2 separate regions of the Mus musculus genome follow, and region 1 is linked to region 2. Evidence: chromatin contacts called from public HiChIP or PLAC-seq data. All regions are on one chromosome and are shown on one strand. Each heading gives the region's core, a stretch centred on a gene start, on an enhancer-like site or on the middle of the called end of the contact. The rest is flanking DNA. Distances are from core to core; before and after follow the strand shown. Region 1 has its middle 22 kb from the start of Ppm1k. Region 2 overlaps Nt5c3 (5'-nucleotidase, cytosolic III).

The links. HiChIP or PLAC-seq counts read pairs in DNA pulled down with a chosen protein or histone mark.
Region 1: an H3K27ac HiChIP or PLAC-seq map of hepatocytes shows a contact between it and region 2, with 6 times the contacts expected there. The contact joins two enhancer-like sites. A contact is called at or near these places in 13 of 39 promoter capture datasets (the 3T3-L1 cell line, 3T3-L1-derived adipocytes, cranial neural crest and 7 more), 1 of 15 datasets of contacts at CTCF or cohesin (the NIH/3T3 cell line), 10 of 484 Hi-C or Micro-C datasets (the AML12 cell line, the C2C12 cell line, the N1E-115 cell line and 6 more) and 3 of 115 datasets of contacts at active chromatin or transcription factors (cardiomyocytes, hepatocytes and pancreatic cancer cells).

Annotation. Positions count from the first base shown.
Region 1 is chr6:57,555,785-57,559,255 of GRCm38.p6, forward strand. No RefSeq gene overlaps it. Among named protein-coding and RNA genes, the nearest start is that of Ppm1k, 22 kb to the left of the region's middle. Within about 2 kb of position 2,132, at least 3 of the 459 cell types and tissues checked have an H3K27ac peak or open chromatin away from gene starts, as enhancers often do. A contact at or near this core is called in hepatocytes and liver, where this site is marked.
Region 2 is chr6:56,904,450-56,907,838 of GRCm38.p6, forward strand. All of the region lies in intron 1 of Nt5c3 (5'-nucleotidase, cytosolic III), which reads right to left. Among named protein-coding and RNA genes, the nearest start is that of Nt5c3, 18 kb to the right of the region's middle. Within about 2 kb of position 1,847, at least 22 of the 459 cell types and tissues checked have an H3K27ac peak or open chromatin away from gene starts, as enhancers often do. A contact at or near this core is called in hepatocytes and liver, where this site is marked.

The sequences.
Region 1 (3,471 bases), core at 882-3,381, 650 kb after region 2:
AAAATAAGCTCTCAGTAAGAACACAAACAGCTGAAGGAAATTTTGAAGGTGAGGTGAGATATGAAAGAAGAATCAATAAATACACAGAAATCTGAAGACAAACCAATCTGAATGATTGGAAACCCTACAGAAAGTCTTTGCAGTAGAATGGATCAAGGAAAGCATCAAATAACTGAAGACAGAGCGGAGGATCTGGAACTATCACACAAGAACAGAGATAAAATCCTAAGGAGGTACTGGGGAATTCCAAAATTTACAAAATACTCTGAAAACACCAATTGAACAAAAATTAGGTGCTGAAGGAGAAGAATCTTGTTCAATATCACAGAAATCATTTTCAAAAGCATCACAATGGGAATATTCACAGAGTTACAGAGACAGAAACAAATTCAGATACACAAAGCTTTATGACATCAAGCAGACAAGGCCAGAAAGGAACCTTCCATCTCAGACTATAAGTAAAACATTAAATACAAAGAAACAAATATTAGGAACAAAGAAAGCATGTTGAAAGAAACAAAGACAAAACACCAAGTCACATAGTAAGACAAATCATCAGAATAACAGAAGACTTGTCAATGGAAGCGTTACTTGTTGTCTCTAAGAAATGTGCCTCACCATAAAAGATGGGTTTTTACTTAGGGTAAAAAATGGAAATATCACTTTATGGACTAAATGACATCTACAGGCCATTATATTATATCCAAACACCACAGAAAATACATTCTCTACAGTCCATGTGACTGTTTTGTTTTGTTTTGTTTTGTTTGTTTTTTGTTTTTCAAGATGGGGTTTCTCTGTATAGCCCTGGCTGTCCTGAAACTCACTGTGTAGACCAGGCTGGCCTCAAACTCAGAAATCCACATGCTTCTACCTCCCAAGTGCTGGGATTAAAGGCATGCGCCACCACGCCAGGCCCATGTTACTTTCTATAAGCTAGATCATATTTTAGAACCCAAAGGAAGTCCCAATAAATACAGGAAAATTAGAATAACGTAATGAATTCTGTGTGATCACAATGGAGTAAGACTAAAATCTACAGAAAGAGAAACCCCAGAGCATAGGCAAACTCAAGCCAACTCACTGCTACATGATGAATGGAAGAAATCAAGAATTACTTTTTAAAAAGTTCCTAGAATCAAATGAAATCACCACATACCAAAACCTTTGGGATACAATGAAAGCAGTCCTAGGAGGAAGGTTTATAATTCTAAGTGCCTGTTTTAAGATCCCAGCGAAATCTCAGACAAATAACTTGATAATATATGTTGGTGTTGTGGTAAAGGTAGGGTAGATCAAACCTAAACCAGTAGATAGAGAGAAATGATTAAGATTAGGGCAGAAATCTACGTAGTGGAAAAAGGAGCAAAAGTTTGTGCAGTGGAAACCACAACAGCAGAAACAAAAATACAAAGATCAGTAAACAGAGTTGGTTATTTGAAGAGATAAACAAGATTGACAAATCCTTATCTGAAGCAACCAAAATAAGGAGAGTGAAGACTGAAATTAACCTAATTAGGACTAAAAATGAAGCCATTACAACACATAGCAATGAAGTTCAGAAAATCATTAGGCTTGTGCCTTAAAAACCTGTATCTACTAAATTTAAAAAGTCTAACGAAAATGGATATGAATTTCTAAATGCTGAGAGTCTGCCAAAGTTAAATCAAAATGAGATGGATACTTTAAACAGGTATGTAATGAGCAGTGAGCTTGAAGCAGTATTAAAAAAAAAAAAAATCTCTGTACCATCATCGAAAACAGTTCAGGCCCAGAAGGATTCAGGGATGAAGTTCACCAGATCTGCATAGAACTAACACCAGTGCTTCTCAAAGTATTTTGTAAAGTACAAAGGAACATTACCAAATTCAGGGAAGTTAGGTACTAATACAAAAACTAATAAAGATGCAATAGAATTTAAATACAAAATTAGTAGCCTTCCTATATATCAATGAAAAAAATATATTGAGAAGAAAAATCAAGAAAACAACTTGTGCTTTTTGTCATCTTGACATAAGCTAGGGTGGTTTGGGAAGCGAGAAAGTCAATTTAGGGATTACCACCATCTGATTAGCTTGGGTACAAGTCTGTGAGGGCATTTCCTTGATCAAAGATTAACGAGGATGAATGAGGGCAGGCCCAGTCTGAGCATAAAATAATACTGCTGGAGATAGAGCCACAGTAATGAATAAAAACAAGGTGTGCTGGCACAATGACAGACACATTGATCAATAGTATGAAATGGAGAATGCAGATACAAAGCCGTGCCACGTCAAGCCCTGGATTTGGTAAAGAGGTCACCAGCACACATCAGGGAAAAGACAGTATTGTCAACATATGGCTCTGGGGAAATCTGGAATTTGTATGGGTAGCATTTGATCCTTATCTCTCATACTGCACAAACATCAACTCTAAATGGGTCAAGAGCCTCAAAGTGAGAACTGAACCTCTGCAACTGTTACAGAAAAAAAAGTAGGAAGTAACTTTAAAATATAGGCACAGGTAAGGCCATTCTGAAGAGGACTCTATCCCTTAGAAAATAAATCCAATAATCAACACAGGGGACCTTAGGAAATTAAAAGACAGCAAAAGAAACTGTCAACTCAGAGAAAAGGAAGCCTCCAGCAAGTAAGAACATCTGGCAGGAATGCAACAGAGGATTAGTATTTAGAATACACAAAGAACTCAAGAAAACAAAAGATCAAGAAAATGATCCAATAAAAAAGGGAGCGGGTATGGAATTGAGCAGAGAGCTGTCAAATACAAATGCCTGGCAAATGTTTTTCAATATGTTCAACATCATTAGCCATCTAAGATATGCAAATTAAAACTATTTTGAGATTCCATTCACCTTAACCAAAATGGTTAGAATCAAGAAAACAAGTGTCAATAAATGCTTGTAAGAATGTAAGAGAGAGAAACCCTGTCTCGAAAAACAAAAACAAACAACAACAACAAAAAGAATGTAAGAGTGGGTTCCTGTTTAAGCAACACCCTGGCAAACAAGTGCTGACAGCCTGGCAACAAAGCATCAAGAGCCTGGCGTGGCGGGGGATGGGCCTTCATAAGCTCAGACTCTTAGTAAACTCTGGGGCCTTGATCAGTAAAAAAAAAAAAAAAAAAAATTAAGAGTCAGCTAACCTTATCCATTGTTACAAACATGGAACTCACTCTGGTGCTTTCTTTCTTTCTTTCTCTCCTTCTTTCTTTCTTTCTTTCTTTTTTTTCTTTCTTTCTTTCTTCCTTCCTTCCTTCCTTTCTTTCTTTCTTTCTTTCTTTCTTTCTTGCTTTCTTTCTCTCCTTCTTTCTTTCTTTCTCTCCTTCTTTCTTTCTTTCTTTCTTTCTTCCTTCCTTCCTTTCTTTTTTTTTTTTTTTTTTTTTTTTGTTTTGTTTTTCGAGACAGGGATTCTCTGTATAGCCCTGGCTGTCCTGGAACTCACTTTGTAGACCAGGCTGGCCTCGAACTCAGAA
Region 2 (3,389 bases), core at 597-3,096:
CCTATATCCCTGGCACCCTGTATAACATATGCCACCATTCTTAGATTTCCTAAGGGAGTGAAGGCATACAGCTGCTAAGTAGCAGCAATAGATTCAGTGTAAAAGCACAGGGAGCCTAAAATAGGACACATGATAGGATTCATGGCAGCACTAACAGCCTTCCTTCATTGCCTGAGTGGGAAAATAAACAGTGTTTAAATGTGACAGTCAGCAGCAAGTGACATTAATTTTGTCCATGATCAGAAAAGCTGAAGCGTATTCTGATACAAGGACCTGAAGTGGAGCCAGTGCTTCATCGCTCACCCAGTTCTTCAGGGAGAAGGCAGAGGGGTTGCATGCTTCAGACCACAAAGGCCACATAGCAAGATCTTGTCTAAAACATAAAAATACAAATCTCTTCTTGAGGGACTTAGATTTATCAAAGCCTGAGCAGTATTTGTTCAGGGCTTCTGCACTGTCGGCCCTGAAACACACGAATGCTCTTGACGGGCACTCTAGTGCAATGAGGTTAGCTTGAGAGAACTCAATCCACCTTCCCTCTTTACAGCAAAGCAATGTGGGGTCTGGAGAAAGTAAGCCACTTCCCATTATGTCATTTATGGACCAAAGCAGCAAGGTTGTTTTTAAAATCATTTTGTGCCACTATAGGCACTCAATCATGTACCCACACTTGTACTACTGCAGGCAATCATGTACACACATCTGTGCCACTGCAGGCAATCATGTACACACACCTGTGCCACTGCAGGCAATCATGTACACACACCTGTGCCACTGCAGGCAATCAATCATGAACACACACCTGTGTCGCTATAGGCAATTACATATATATATGCTTACATTAGAGTGCTTGAAAAATATATTCCTAAGACTGCTTGCCTCGTCAGAGGGCTCAACAGATATAAAGCCTGACAACACAAGTTCCATCCCTGAGACTCAAAACAAAACAAATCAAATCCCAAATCTCACAGTTGTTCTCTGATCTCCACACCATGACAAGTGCTTGTGGCCACTCAAACACACATAGCACACACAGGCACATACAAGAAGCATAAACACAAAACAGTAATGCCACCGAAAGTACTGAATTAATGGCTCTACTTCTAGATACGTCCAACAGGACTGACGCACATATGAGCACATATAGGCTAGCAGCACACATAAGACTTGCACAGGTTCAAGCCAGAAAAGGTCTCACCCCTAACCAAGAAGCTATTTGCAATCGACAAGGGGAAAAATCAATTTTCTCCAACGGTGTGTCACTGGGTGTATCATGATACTTCAGGGCAGAGTATGTGCTCAGGAGCAGCTGGCCAACACACACACACACACACACACACACACACACACACACACACAAAATCAATGATATTTTTGTGGACTTTTTCTTGTTTTGGGATATTACTGGTGGTCTTCTGCTTGTTTGTTTTGATGTTCCTGTGAGTTTTTTCCTTTTTCTTTGGAGATGGATAGAGAAATGGGAAGAGGGAGACAGGGAGAATCCGGCTGACAGTGAGTAAGAACACAGTTTAGTATGTAGGGAAGTTGAGAGGATCTTGGAGGAATTGGTGGAGAAAAATGATCAAAATACATTGTATGTACAAACAATATGTACAAAAAAATTACTGAATAACAAACACTTTTGGGGGCAAGGGATGTAAGTCAGTGGTCTTGCATTCATGAAGCCCTGAGTTTGAATCTCAGAACCAACCACAAAACAAGCAACACAAAACCAGTTTTGTTTTAAATAGATTTTTCATTGTTTTCTGAGAAGGGCTAGAAAGAAGCTGAAAGTCACAGAGGCGGGTCCTCAGCAGTGGAGTGGACTTTCATCTCTGCACTGTGGCTGGCCTGGCTGAAACCACCCACGTCCCTCCTAACGGCAGGCACTAGATGAGGAATTGCAATGCCAAAGGACAGAACTACGGGGGACAGGATATCCGCCAGGTTATTTTCTCCCACTCTGACACTGTAATAGATGTCTGCTATCTTTATCAATGGAGAAAGTGATATCTACTTGTATGCTTGAGTAACTATTCAGAACTTTTCATAGTTTGCCACGAAAAAGTTTCTTAGGACTTGGTCAGCCCTGAAAAATACAAGGGCCCGAGTTCAGTCCCTAGAACACCCATTTAAAAAACTGGGTACGGTGACACAGGCTTGTAATCCCTGGATCTTGGTGACCAGCCAGCCCAGTCTACTTGGTAAGCTGGTTGGTCTGATTATGGGGAGGGCCTGTGGGCTCCACCCCAACAGATATTAAAACCTTTCCCCAAACCTCAACTAGGTGGCTTGAGATTTCAAATTTCCTTTGAGAAACTCAAACACATTCTTTAGCAGCCTACAACTTTTTTCTTATTTAAAAAGTCTTCCATGCTTCATGCTAAATGTGCCATGTCCTGGTATATCAAGATTTGCATGACTCTAACTGTTACTTCCATCCTATTGTAGCGGGATCTCTGTGCCTGGAACAGAACAAGATGAAGATGTTTTTGTATCTTGGACTTTGCAGAACATACAGTTTGTTCTCTGCTCAAAAGAAACACTGTTACTATAGATTGCTATTTTGTATAGGGCACATTAAATCAAAGTGGTAAAGTGAGGTTTTCCTATTGGTTCATTCTATCTGATACACTTAAACAGAGAACAGAGAGAGAGAGAGAGACAGTTCAGCACACAGCAAGATTTTCAGGTCTCCCAAGTGCAACAATACACAAGAAGCATGACTGATTGGCTACAGGACTGCTCAGTGGAAAACCATGTGCTTTAGTTTGTATGCAGGAGGCCATGGGATGATTCCTAGCACAAAGACAATTCAAGCCTGTAACAGGAGACTGAGACAGAAGGACCTTTGAATTTACAGGCTAGTTTGGGCTACATAGTGATACTGTCACAAGACCAAAATAGAAAAAGAAACCTGACTAATTGCACTCATAGATCCTAAAATCTAAAATGCGCTAGTAGCAAACTAGACTGTATGCTGTAACAGCCAATACAAGCAAATCAGTATCAATAAGTGACCAGAGATGAAGGACAGGGATTTGCAGGTGACTTGACTTCCTTTCGCTTTTTCTGTAGTGAGTGTCACTAGCATTACCTGGATGCAGTGATTATCAAAGTTTCAGACTGCTGGAGTCAGCTTAACAGACAGTTGTGCTAATAATTCCAGGTGGAACATTTTACAAGTTAGGCAAATAATGTAGTGTATACTTGGTCCCAAGTCCATTCCCCAAACCAGAGATTTGGTTTCAACTTGTAGGGCTTCCAGCTCCAGTCCCACTGTAGTGTGTCCCGCTCACCTGCAGACCCCTCTTTCTGACACAGTTTCACTATATAGCCCTGGCCTGCCCCAAATTTACCATCCTCTTTCTTTAGCTTCCCAAGTGCTG